Regions from separate parts of the Mus musculus genome. Here region 1 is linked to region 2. A link is a contact called in public HiChIP or PLAC-seq data. All regions are on one chromosome and are shown on one strand. The core of a region is the stretch at or near the end of the contact, and the rest is flanking DNA. Distances in the headings are between cores, read along the strand shown. Region 1 overlaps Wdfy3 (WD repeat and FYVE domain containing 3). Region 2 overlaps Gpat3 (glycerol-3-phosphate acyltransferase 3).

What was found. HiChIP or PLAC-seq counts read pairs in DNA pulled down with a chosen protein or histone mark.
Region 1: an SMC1A HiChIP or PLAC-seq map of large pre-B cells shows a contact between it and region 2, with 7 times the contacts expected there. The contact joins two enhancer-like sites. A contact is called at or near these places in 1 of 15 datasets of contacts at CTCF or cohesin (large pre-B cells) and 1 of 115 datasets of contacts at active chromatin or transcription factors (large pre-B cells).

The regions. Positions count from the first base shown.
Region 1 is chr5:101,916,974-101,923,340 of GRCm38.p6, reverse strand. Wdfy3 (WD repeat and FYVE domain containing 3) reads left to right here. Exons shown (of 67, transcript NM_172882.3): 20 at 486-586; 21 at 709-927; 22 at 3,764-3,945; 23 at 5,710-5,941. Among named protein-coding and RNA genes, the nearest start is that of Gm42135, 28 kb to the left of the region's middle. Within about 2 kb of position 3,605, at least 16 of the 459 cell types and tissues checked have an H3K27ac peak or open chromatin away from gene starts, as enhancers often do.
Region 2 is chr5:100,872,913-100,879,093 of GRCm38.p6, reverse strand. The region is part of intron 3 of Gpat3 (glycerol-3-phosphate acyltransferase 3); the gene reads right to left. Among named protein-coding and RNA genes, the nearest start is that of Gm46917, 28 kb to the right of the region's middle. Within about 2 kb of position 3,848, at least 27 of the 459 cell types and tissues checked have an H3K27ac peak or open chromatin away from gene starts, as enhancers often do.

The sequences.
Region 1 (6,367 bases), core at 2,356-4,855, 1.0 Mb before region 2:
GACCTCAGATGAGTAACCTTAAATATGGCAAGGCTGCTACAGTTACAGAAGCAGCAACAAAGACACCATAGTGAATCTGCAAACCCGTCAGGTCCACCAGCTCACATGTGTCCAAATACGCACACCTATGTCCAAGGCTGTATTATGAAGAAGCAATCCAGGGAGTTTTCTTCTGTGATAACAAAATTACTTGAGTGCTTGTTATTAAGACTGTATGTTTGTTTTACCTATGCATATTTAACCATGACATTTAAATAATTTAAAATTTAAATGGGTACTGTTAGAGGATTTTAAGTACTACACCATTTGATCGGCTCATGTTATTAAAACATGGGAAAGGCTTTGCCCAGCCCCCAGATGTTTTCTATAATCTCTCATCTCTAGCTGCAGTTACATACTTGTCTTTCAATCACTTGCTGCAGTTTTGCATGTCCGCCGCGTTAGGTCAGAGCGGATCTCTAACTGAGCTCTGTTTTCTTTACTAGTTGCCTGTTTCTGCCCAGCTTGGCTCCCCATAACGCCCCTACCAATAACACTGTCACGACGGGTCTCACTGACGGGGCCGTGGTCAGTGGCATGGGCTCTGGTAAGTGCCATTCCTTTCTCAGTAAATGTTTGTACGAATAGATTATGTACTGCTATTGCCTCATTTAAAGACATGAATGTGTGCCCCAATGCCCTTTCCCTGGTTTTCTCCTCTGACTCCAGGTGAGAGGTTCTTCCCCCCGCCTTCTGGCCTGAGCTATTCCTGCTGGTTCTGCATCGAGCACTTCAGCTCCCCGCCAAACAACCACCCCGTCAGACTCCTCACTGTCGTGCGGCGAGCGAATTCATCTGAGCAGCATTACGTGTGCCTTGCCATAGTTCTGTCTGCAAAAGACCGGTCCTTAATCGTTTCCACAAAGGAGGAGCTACTCCAAAACTATGGTCAGCGTAATTAACACTTATTTCTAAGTTCAAAGTGATAATCCTCATCTAGCTTTAGTTAGGGTGGCACAGAACAGGTTATAGGAAATCTTGCATATTTGCCAGTAAATTTTAAGATTCATATATATATATATATATATATATATATATATACACACACATACACACACATATATATGTATGTGTGTATGTATATAATTAAACAAATAATAACTATCACACACGCATGCACACATGCACACACGCACGCACACATACTTACTTCCCTGATTAAAGCATTGTCAAGAGTGACTTGGCAAACCACAGAGGCGGAGCCTGACTGAGGACGCATCTTGCTTACCAGTGTTCAGGATCCTGCTTGGGAAGCAGCTCTCGAGCTTGCTCCATTTTGCTGAAGTGATGGTTGACTGTGTATATGCAGAGTGAGGAGCATTCGTTGCACACCTGGGTGCCATGTGTGCAGCTCTGTGCCGCACACAGCAGCAACATCACAGTCACTTCGCCCATCATTCTCCTTCAAGGCATTCCGTGCATTTGTGTAAATAATTCCCTCCAACATACAGTCACCGACTCTGGAGTGCTATAGAACCTCAAACTCAAGGCACCCATGAAGATCTAACTAAAAGTTTGTAAACACGAACCCCGGGCTCACTCAGTTGCCTTTGTCCTGAATATAAAAACTACATAAAAAGAATTTTTATCATCTAACTTTTATCTTTTTAGTGAAGATATTTCATTGATTGGCACGTGGTTGATGGTAAATACTAATGGAATATAAGCGCTTGCTTTTAAATTTAATTATACAGTTTCTCGGTGTTCTTCATGGTGCCTTTCACAGCGCTGAGTTATCATCAGTATAATTCATCTCAAAGTTCTCATCGTGAGGGCTGGAGATCACATTTTGAAAGGCGAAGCCTTCCACCAGTTTGATAGCAAACAGATAATTGAAAAGCTCTCTTCCTCCCCTCCCCCCGCACTCCATTGGGGAACACTGCCTTTGCATTGAGACCCTTTGAGGCAGGCACTTTGGGGTGCCCCCTTGGTCACCTCACTGTTTGGCAGCCCTTTCATATACCCTCTGATCTCTTCTTACATCTTCCCTCTGAAATCAATGTCCTTTGGACTTGGTATCCATCTACTCTCCCTTGGAAGTAAAAACCATCACTCTTTGTTTATTGAGGGCCACTTGACCTTACCTCAGGAACCAAGAAAGCATTTTAAAAAAATCTGTCTGTGTTCTAAGCTTGGTGCTTGTATTTCCACACGCAGAGTGGAGTCTGCATTTAAATACTTGAGTATTCTGAGCAGGTCTTTAGCTGACATTTATTTATAAACCCACCTCTCCCTCTACTTCCTATCCTGACTGCTGACAACCCTCAGCTAATACGCTAGCTAGACGCCCGCGCGGCTAACCCTAACTGCAGCACTTTGCACCGGCTTACTGTTGTATGACAACCAGGTTCATCCCCGAAAATGAAACTCCCACACCGCTCCTGTTGGTTTATTTCTGAGATGTAAATTTCATTGTGAGCCCAAGGCTGGCCTGGGAATCCTGATCCTGTCTCCACTCCCTGTGCTGTAATGACCGGCATGCACCTCCCACCCCAACGTCACTCATTAGTGACCGAGGCCAGGCCCTCATGCATGGTAGGCAAGCACCCTAGAAGCCGAGCTATGTCCTACCTCTCTTGACATTTTTAAGTAATGGCCTCTTTAGTACTAGAGGATATTTACCGTTTTATTAGTAAGGAAGTGGAAGACACAAACCTCGGTTCTCTGCTCTGAATGTTTTTAGGGGGGGAGGGGTGTAATTTGTGCCACTGTAAATGTACACAAGTTGATACAGTGGTTGGTGATGTGATTTGCATGTGGGCCCCTCAGATCCAGCTTAGCAGTGAGCGCCTTTACCCAGAAGCCCTCTTGGCAGTGCTGATGTGCACGTCTTTTTGTGTGTGTGGAATGATTGAGACCAGGGCTCTGTACATGCTAAGCACATGCTGGCCCTGTGCTCTCTATGACATCCTTCACACCCCTCTGTCTGTAACTATGACTTCCTGAGGCCAGGTAAGTTCACTTCCTGTGTGGGCTTCTCCATTCTGTCTCTCACTGTCGTCTGCTCAGCTACAAACACTGAGAAAGGGTAGGACTGTGTTCTAGCCCAGGGGAAGAATAAAAATATGTGCAGCCTCGTGTCTGTCTCTGGATTTGACTCCCAGCACCACTAAGAACAACAAACCAATGGCAGAACATTAATTTTCAATTAGACAAATGTGAAAATGAAATTCATATAGCCCCATTGTTTCTTTTTTGTTGTAGTTGACCAAAATAGTTTATTGAATATGGAGATGGGAAGGATCTGGGATCCTTTGAGAGTGGGGGAGAGTTTAGAGGAAGAAAGGGAAAAGAGTAATGTTGTAATTAAATTACAACTTCAAAAATAAACAATAAAGAACTAAGAGGAGAAGGTATTATCTTACTGTTTACATGTGAATAAAGCTACTGTTTCTTAGCACAGTCTGGCTGGTGCTAAGCAGCAATCAGAGGGTAGAGTTAGGCAGTGCTGGCAGAGGAGGGTGTCTATTGGACAAGGTTCTCACAGGAAGCAAGAACTTGGAACAGCAGATAGTTTGTACCCAGTGCCACGCAGCAGGGCTCCCTGCAGCTGCTGTCCTGTGGTTCTGGCAGGATGATCACAGACCAGCAACTGGTTGTGGGATGCGCAGGATGCTGCCTCTGTGTCACGGACTATCTGAATCTGCTGATCTAGAAATCTGTGATCCAGCACAGGGACAGTGTGGGCAAGCACGCTCACGTCCTTCCCCTCTGTCTTATTTAGTTGATGATTTCAGTGAAGAGTCCTCTTTCTATGAGATCCTCCCGTGCTGTGCCCGCTTCCGGTGTGGAGAGCTGGTAGTGGAGGGACAGTGGCACCACCTGGCTCTGCTCATGAGCAGAGGCATGCTGAAGAACAGCACCGCGGCCCTCTACCTCGACGGGCAACTGGTCAGCACCGTCAAGGTAAGCATGCTGTACCCCGAAACACCAGCGCTCGGTCTTCACCTGGGTGCGGAGAGTCCAGGCTAGGTTCTCACTCTTGAGCAGCAGCAGCCACTGTATCTATATCTGCAGCCTTCTGCTGACAGAATGGGGGATGAGCATTCATGGAGAACTCCACACTCTAGTTTCAGGAGCAGCTGGGAGAGGGGAAGTACTAAACAGTCTCTTCTGAATAAAGATATTGTCACAGGTGAATGTCCCCAAACCTAATGTCCAAAATACTCCAAACTCTAAAGCTGTCTTAGTGCCAGCATCTGTCATAAAACAATCTGCACATTTCGACGTATTCTAAATTTTATATTTTCAGAGTGCTAAAGATTTCACAGGCGTTCCAGGGGCTGGAAGATGCTGTAAAGTACTTTTTCTGGTCCTCAGCACTGTAGACCAGGCTATAAGCTGTACTTAATATCTACAGAACTTGGCGTGGTTAAAATTCCTTAACCTCTGTAAGACAGTATCCATCTTAGACTGATAGTGCTATTTTTTCAAATGGGTCTTTTGTGTAAAATCAGCTGTGAATGATTTTCCTTTCCTAAAAGTACTGATGTTTTATTGTGATGTTATATGCTAAGGTAAGTGCTAAAATATCCCATTGCAGTGTCCATTGATTTCTTTGTAATATATGTGTGTGTGTGATAGATAGATAGACAGACAGACAGACAGACAGACAGACAGACAGATGATATATAGACAGATAGGTATGTAGGTTGGTAGATTAATAGATTAATTAATTGATTGACAATTGATAGACAATTGATAGATGATAGGTAGATATGCAGATAGATAGACATGTAGGTAGATAGATAAATAGATGATAGATAGGTATGCAGGTAGGTAGATTGATAGATAATTGATAGATGATAGGTAGATATAGATAGATAGATAGATAGATAGATAGGTAGGTAGGTAGGTAGGTAGATAGATAGATAGATAGATAGATAGATAGATAGATAGATAGATAGTTGAATACACACATGCACACACACACATATACACACACACACATACTGTGAGTAATCAGGGGTAGTATTACATGAAGATCTTCACCACTATGCTTGAAACAACCCTGGGACCATTCTTTAATATACATAAAATAATAGATGTGATCTGAAGTTGACTGATGTTGATGAAGAAACAACTCAATGGAAATGGCCTCCCCTGTGACAGAGGCCACCTTCACAAGCAGTAACTCAGTTTCTCATCTCACAGCCTGCCTAAATATATATTTATTTAACATGGGTTGGTTGATAATTGAGTTGTCTCATCAGTAAATATAAGTGTTTTCAACTCTAAGAATGTCAGTTAACCATGCCTCTCTTGTATTGAGGTAATATACATGCATATAAACCATGCACTTGACTTTTGTAACTCGAGATACTTTAAGTTAGCAGGCTCACATCTCAGGTGGTTATCGTAGAACTGTGAACACCTCCTTTGCAGAGAAGCGTCATGAATACAAGGAGACTGCAGTGAGCAAGTGACGTCGTCCCTGTATACAACTGTTACCGTTTTTAGATATAGTTTACTTGGTGAGAACTTGATGGCAGATCTAGCCACACTGCCACACTGAGTGCCCAGTTACAGACCCTACGGTCTTGCCTTGTGTTTCTCAGCTTGGTTCTGATATCTCTGAAGTCCTGGGTCTTGAGATAAGGAGAACACGTACAATAAGGTAGCCATTCCTGGGCTAAGTGTCCGCGTCTCACACCTGTGTCTTCTTTGCAGCTGCATTATGTCCACAGCACTCCTGGGGGCTCAGGCTCTGCAAACCCCCCAGTACTGAGCACAGTCTATGCTTACGTCGGCACTCCACCTGCGCAGCGCCAGATCGCCTCGCTGGTCTGGCGCCTGGGGCCCACCCATTTTCTGGAAGAAGTTTTACCTCCTTCTAGCGTGACTACTATTTATGAACTGGGACCAAACTATGTTGGAAGCTTTCAGGCTGTCTGCGTGCCATGTGAGTTCATGTTATCATGCATTCTTGACACGGTGCAGGGAGTAAGTCCTGCAACATAGGGGTGTGTGTGTGTGTGTGTGTGTGTGTGTGTGTATGCACATGTGTGTGTGTGAATCTGTGTGTGTATGCTTGCATGTGTATGTATGTGTGTGTGTATGGGAGTGTGTGTGTGTGTGTGTGTGTATGCACATGTGTGTGTGTGAATCTGTGTGTGTGTGTTTGCACGTGTATGTATGTGTGTGTGTATGGGAGTGTGTGTGTGTGTGTGTATATGCACATGTGTGTGTGTGAATCTGTGTGTGTATGTTTGCACGTGTATGTATGTGTGTGTGTATGGGAGTGTGTGTATGCACATGTGTGTGTGTGTGAATCTGTGTGTGTATGTTTGCACGTGTATGTATGTGTGTGCGTATGGGAGTGTGTGTA
Region 2 (6,181 bases), core at 2,599-5,098:
TCTCCTTCTTCCTGAGCTATGGTAACCACTGTAGGTCAAATGTATGCATCCAGTTTGACAAAGTATAAACTTCTGACAGAAAAAAAAAAAAACCACAAAAAAACTAATGTAATCAGTTTACAGTGAAAATCTGTGTGCCAGATAAATTAGAGGTTAGAAAAATGGAGATAGTTCTTTGAACACTAAAAAAAGTATCCTAAGAGGAGACTAAAATTTACTACTCATACACACCCATAAAATTAATTCTTACACTATCATTAAGAAAACCAGGAGGTTGGGGGCTGGAGAGATGGCTCAGTGGTTAAGAGCACCAACTGCTCTTCTGAAGGTCCTGAGTTCAAATCCCAGCAACCACATGGTGGCTCACAACCATCTGTAATGAGATCTGACGCCCTCTTCTGGTGCATCTGAAGACAGCTACAGTGTACTTAGATATAATAATAAATAAATCTTTAAAAAAAAAAAAAGAAAGCTGGGCGTGGTGGCGCACGCCTTTAATCCCAGCACTCGGGAGGCAGAGGCAGGCAGATTTCTGAGTTCCAGGCCAGCCTGGTCTACAGAGTGAGTTCCAGGACAGCCAGGGCTATACAGAGAAACCCTGTCTCACAAAACCAAAAAAAAAAAAAAAAAAAAAAAAAAAAAGAAAAGAAAAGAAAAAGAAAACCAGGAGGCCCATTGGACTTGCAAACTTTATATCCCCAGTACAGGGGAACACCAGGGCCAAAAAGTAGGAGTGGGGGGATAGGGGAGTGGGGGGTAGGGTATGAGGGACTTTTGGGATAGCATTGGAAATGTAAATGAGGAAAATACCTAATTAAAAAAACAAAAAGAAAAGAAAAGAAAACCAGGAGTCGGGCTGGCGAGATGGCTCAGTGGTTAAGAGCACCGACTGTTCTTCTGAAGGTCCTGAGTTCAAATCCCAGCAACCACATGGTGGCTCACAACCATCCGTAATGAGATCTGATGTCCTCTTCTGGTGTATCTGAAGACAGCTACAGTGTACTTACATATAGTAAATAAATAAATCTTAAAAAAAAAAAAAAAAGAAAAGAAAACCAGAAGTCGCCGGGCAGTGATGCTGCACGCCTTTAATCCCAGCACTTGGGAGGCAGAGGCAGGCGGATTTCTGGGTTCGAGGCCAGCCTGGTCTACAGATGAGTTCCAGGCCACACAGAGAAACCCTGTCTCAAACAAAAAAAGAAAGAAAGAAAGAAAGAAAGGGAAGGGAAGGGAAGGGAAGGGAAGGGAAGGGAAGGGAAGGGAAGGGAAGGGAAGGGAAGGGAAGGGAAGGGAAGGGAAAGGAAAGGAAAGGAAAGGAAAGGAAAGGAAAGGAAAGGAAAGGAAAGGAAAGGAAAGGAAAGGAAAGGGAAAGGAAAGGAAAAAAAGAAAAAGAAAGAAAGGAAAAACGAAAACTAGGAGTCAGTGGTGAGATGGCTTGGTGGCTGAGTACACTGGCTGCCCTGCTAGAAGATCCAGGTTTTATTTCCAGCACCCATAGCCATCTTACAAGCATCTATAGCTCCTTCCAGGGGATCTGACACTCTTCTGGCCTCCAAGGGGACTAGGCATACACACAGTACATGGATGTATACACACAGGTAAAACTCTCATACACATAAATTAAAATAATAATAATTTTTAAAGGGAGTCTTTATTTTTAACAGATTAATCCTGATATTTCAGATCCCACACTCCTTAAATTATCACAGATTGATTCTAGGAAATTTTTCCTTTAATTTTACACCTCAGTATCAGAAAATAAAGTCATGAATATTTGAACTTTGCCCTTATACCAACTGCTTAGACTGAGCTAACAGAGCATGCTTGCATGAAAAGAAAATTGGAGCCAGTTCTGTGTCTAAGGCAAGAGATTAATTGCACAAGCTGCCCATGGCCTTCTGCCTTTAACAAGTCATCCCTACATAAATAATGCCACTTGTGAAAGGCATGTAGAAATGGAGGCAGAAGCTAAAACCATCTTAACCATAATTAACTCTAAATTAGCTGAGTGAACCTTTGGAATAACTACCCAGTTATAAATCACACTAGTGTTCTCCCCCCCCCCCTAGTTATAAAGGGAACTTTCTAAGCAACCAATTAAGAAAATCGGGCCTACTGCAGCCCCAAAGAGGACGTAGCAATTAACACATAAGCAGACCCTTAACCTACCAACACTGCGAAGTCCATTATTCCAAACACTCTCTCACTGAAACCTTGGTTGATCAAGAAGCCAACTCAGTCAGTACAGTGCTCGCCTAGCATTCGAAGAGCTGTGGGTTAGATACTCAGCATCAGAGAAAAGTGAAAATGGGCTAGGGAGATGGCTGCTCTTCCACAGGGCATAGCCTAGCACCCCCTTGGTGGCTCACACTTTAGCTCCAGTCTTGGGAGGACCAATGCTGCCTTCTTGCCTCCTGGCGTACCAGGTATAAGTGGTAAGCCAACATGGATGCAGGCAGAGCCTGAATACACATCAAGTTAAAATTGTAACTAAAAGTAAATGTTTGAACAATAGCATGTGTCTGTCTTTGCAGCAACTGCGAGGTGGGCAGGAGTTTGACAGCATGCTCAGCTGCACAGTGAGGTAAGCCTGCAGTACCCCAGACCCTGTCTCAAAAAGGATCCTATAAGTAGGCAATCTCCCATCCTAACATTGTTTTTGTGGAAATATTTAAAGGTAAATCTGATATGGACTTGTCAGATGTATACTCTCCAGTGGAAGAGGAGAGCATTCGAACCTTCTGAGAACTGGTAATGTCCCATTTCTTAATCAAGATCAATGTTTCTCAACCTATGAGTTGTGACCCCTTGGTGATCGAAAGACCCTTTAACAGGCTTCACCTAAGACCATTGAAAGCACAGAGATTTACATTACAATTCTTTAAAAAAACATTTATTTATTTTATGTATGAGTACACTGTGGCTCTCTTCAGACACATCAGAAAAGGGCATCAGATCCCATTACAGTTGGTTGTGAGCGACCATGTGGTTGCTGGGAATTGAACTCATGACCTCTGGAAGAACAGTCAGTGCTCTTAACCGCTTGAGCCATCTCTCTAGCCCTTACACTACAATTAACAGTAGCAAAATTAAGGTGACAAAGTAGCAACGAAAATAGTGTTGTGGTTGTTGGCAGGCCTGGGTGGGAAGGGTGGGGATGGGTTGTCACCACAACACAAGGAACTGTGTTAAAGTGTCAAAGCATTAGGAAGGGTGAGAACCACTACTCTAGATGAAAGGTAACTATTTTTAGAAATACAATATACTGTGTGTTTGTAATTTCCAACTCTTTCCTATATATGCTGTTCTTCTATTTCACCCCCAATTATTGAGCAAGTGGGACAGAGGAGGAGTTTACTGACCCCCAAATCAACTACAAATCCCAAAGCCCTTTTCCTGCTCTGAGGGGATCCTCCCTCTTGTAGTCTGAGTAAGCATCCCTCCCTACAGAAACCTAACTTCCTTCTGACCCACAGATGCACTTGGCCTGATTTTAAACAGACTGAGAGAAAACAACTGCAATGCACAGCTGTTTGTTAGAGTTGGGGAGGGAAGGAGATGAAGTCCCACCGGTATTAAAGAACAGAAATACTTAACGCCGAGGGAAGGGCTCGACCCGGTAGTCAGTGACTTAGCTGTGGAGACACAGCGATCTTATCTTTCTCCTGGATGTCAATTGCTGTGGACATTGGTGTGTGACTCACTGCACCAGCTACACAGGAATCAGCAGGCCCCCGGTCCACCTTTTCCCATCCCCTTTTCCACAATGATTTAGCAGTAACATGACAAGGCTAGGCTCCAGACTCACCAGACCCAACGAGTCCCCTGGGCCACCAGTCAAGTGTCACCCTCAGGGCTTGGTTAGTTGGGCACCCGGCTCTGCACGCCTCACAGTGACTCTTGGAGCTTCTGTTAATCACTTTACTCTTTCCCAAATACTTTCTTTTATTAATCTGTCCGAATGTTATGAATTTAGTGAAGCGTCAAAATGGAATTAAGTGCACTGATTGTCTGACTTTTGTTTGAGAGAGCATATCAGAGCCCAGGCGGACCTTGAATTAAGTCTCTGTTCTGTAGCTAAGGATGGCCTCTTCCCGCTCCTCCTCCCTCCGGCCTCACCCCAGAGATCACAGACCTGAGCCGCCCTGGCCAGCTTATGCAGTGCTGGAAACGAGAGGCCGTGAGAGGGTTGCAGACTGTGGAGGCCAGAAGATGCCCAGACCCCTAAAGCTGAGGTCACAGTTGTGAGCTGTCTGATGTGGGTGCTGGGAAGTGAACTCTGTCCTCTGACCAAGCACTTAAGTACTCCCTGGACTGCTGCATCATCTCTCCAGCCCAGGGCATGCTAGTACTTATGTGTAAATTCTAAACTTTCCATGTCATTCGTATGCTTTATTTACAATTAATTTGAATTTTAAAAATAGTTCAACACGCCAAGTACTATGGGTGGCTGACACCTAAAATCTCCTCACTCTGGAGGCTCAGGCAGAAAGATTGAGGCCCAGTCTCAAATCAAAACACAAATACTTCCACAAGAAAACCTGGGAAAAAAAAGACATATGAAACACATGTACCAAAGTCTTGGTAAGTGCTCTAGTGAGTGTGTGCAAACATCAGAATACTGTCGGCTCTTTCTAATAAAGCTAGACAGTTATTTGCTTATCCTACAGCCAAAAGGCTGGCCAGAATTTCTGTACAACCATGTGCTCAGCAGCTCTGTTCCTAATGGTTAAAACCTGAAAATAACCGAAATGTCAGTCAACAGAACCACAAATAAACAAACTATCAGTGTTTGTGCAAAGGAATATAATGTAATAAATGTTTTTAAAAGCCTGCTTCATGCAATAAAAAGAAGTTCGTAACTAGGCTCTGGGATGAGATGGGATAAGATGGGATGGGATGGGATGGGATGGGATGGGATGGGATGGGATGGGATGGGATGGGATGGGATGGGATGGGACAGGACAGAGAGCACACACTAGACACGGGCTGGGAAGGGTGCAGTGAGGGCACAGCTTCCCACATTACCCAAATCTTACATCTTAACCGTGAATGCTCAATCTTTGGGTGAGCTGTAAAAGCCTGCTCCAGATTTTTTAAAAAGTGCCTCAGTATCTTCACTTCTGGACAAGTTGATAGACATCCATTATTCTTGAGAGGGAAAAACATACACAAAAGAGAATCCGTGGGCAGAAGGAGGAGTCGGGGAGAAAGTGCACAGCCTGTGTATCTCCTGTTCCCACCCTCTCCTGGCTGAGCCTCACCTCACTGGTTCCTAGAGCACCGAGTCTCCAGCCTGTGTGCAGTCTTCCCAGTGACTGAGTACTTGTCTAGCCTGCAAGGAGGAGGCGAAAGGCTCCATTTCCAATGGGAGGGAGATGTGGAAAATGAGGGAGAGGGTGGAAGGAAGAAAAGAGAAGAGAAAGAGATGGAGGGAGGGAGGGAGGGAGGGAGGGAGGGAGGGAGGGAGGGAGGGAGGGAGGGAGGAGGGAGGAAGAAGGCAAGAGGGAGGGAAGAGGAAAGGGGGGAAGAGAGAAGGAAGAGAAGGAAGGAGGAGGGGAGGAGGGAAGAGACAAGAGACAAGGAGGGGAAGATGGAGGAGGATTCTCCCACTTCAGATTTCACTGCAGTGCTCCCAAAGGTGTGTCTACAGTGCTGCCTTCTTGCCCAAAGCTTCTCACTGCTCAGATTCAAGTCCCTATGCCTTCAGGAACAGCTTCAGCCCCACCATACCTCTAGTTGCCTCACCATGTCCCCGTCTAATCATGACACTTCAGGCATGAAAGCCACATCTCTGAGCCTAGCATCAATTCAAGTCCATTCAGGAAACAACACAAACCGGAATCCCCAACTCCAAAGGCCTCCTGCCCCACCTCATGCCCACAGCCTGCACCAGCCAGATTAGGTCAGTTCCTGAGCACCTACCATCCCCTGGGCTCCTCCTCTCGTGCCAGTGCTCAGTCGATATTACCTGATACCTTTCCCTCAGGTCAGTAAGAGTAACCACACCAGCAGAACACCAAGTCTGTGTTTGCTTTAAGGTTAAAAACTGCCCACTCCATTATGGGATATGATTTTAACCAATTACATAATCAAGCACACACACACAAAACCAAGTTGGGAGGCAGAGGCAGGTGGATCTCTAGACAATAGGGCCAATATAGTCTACATAGAGAATCAC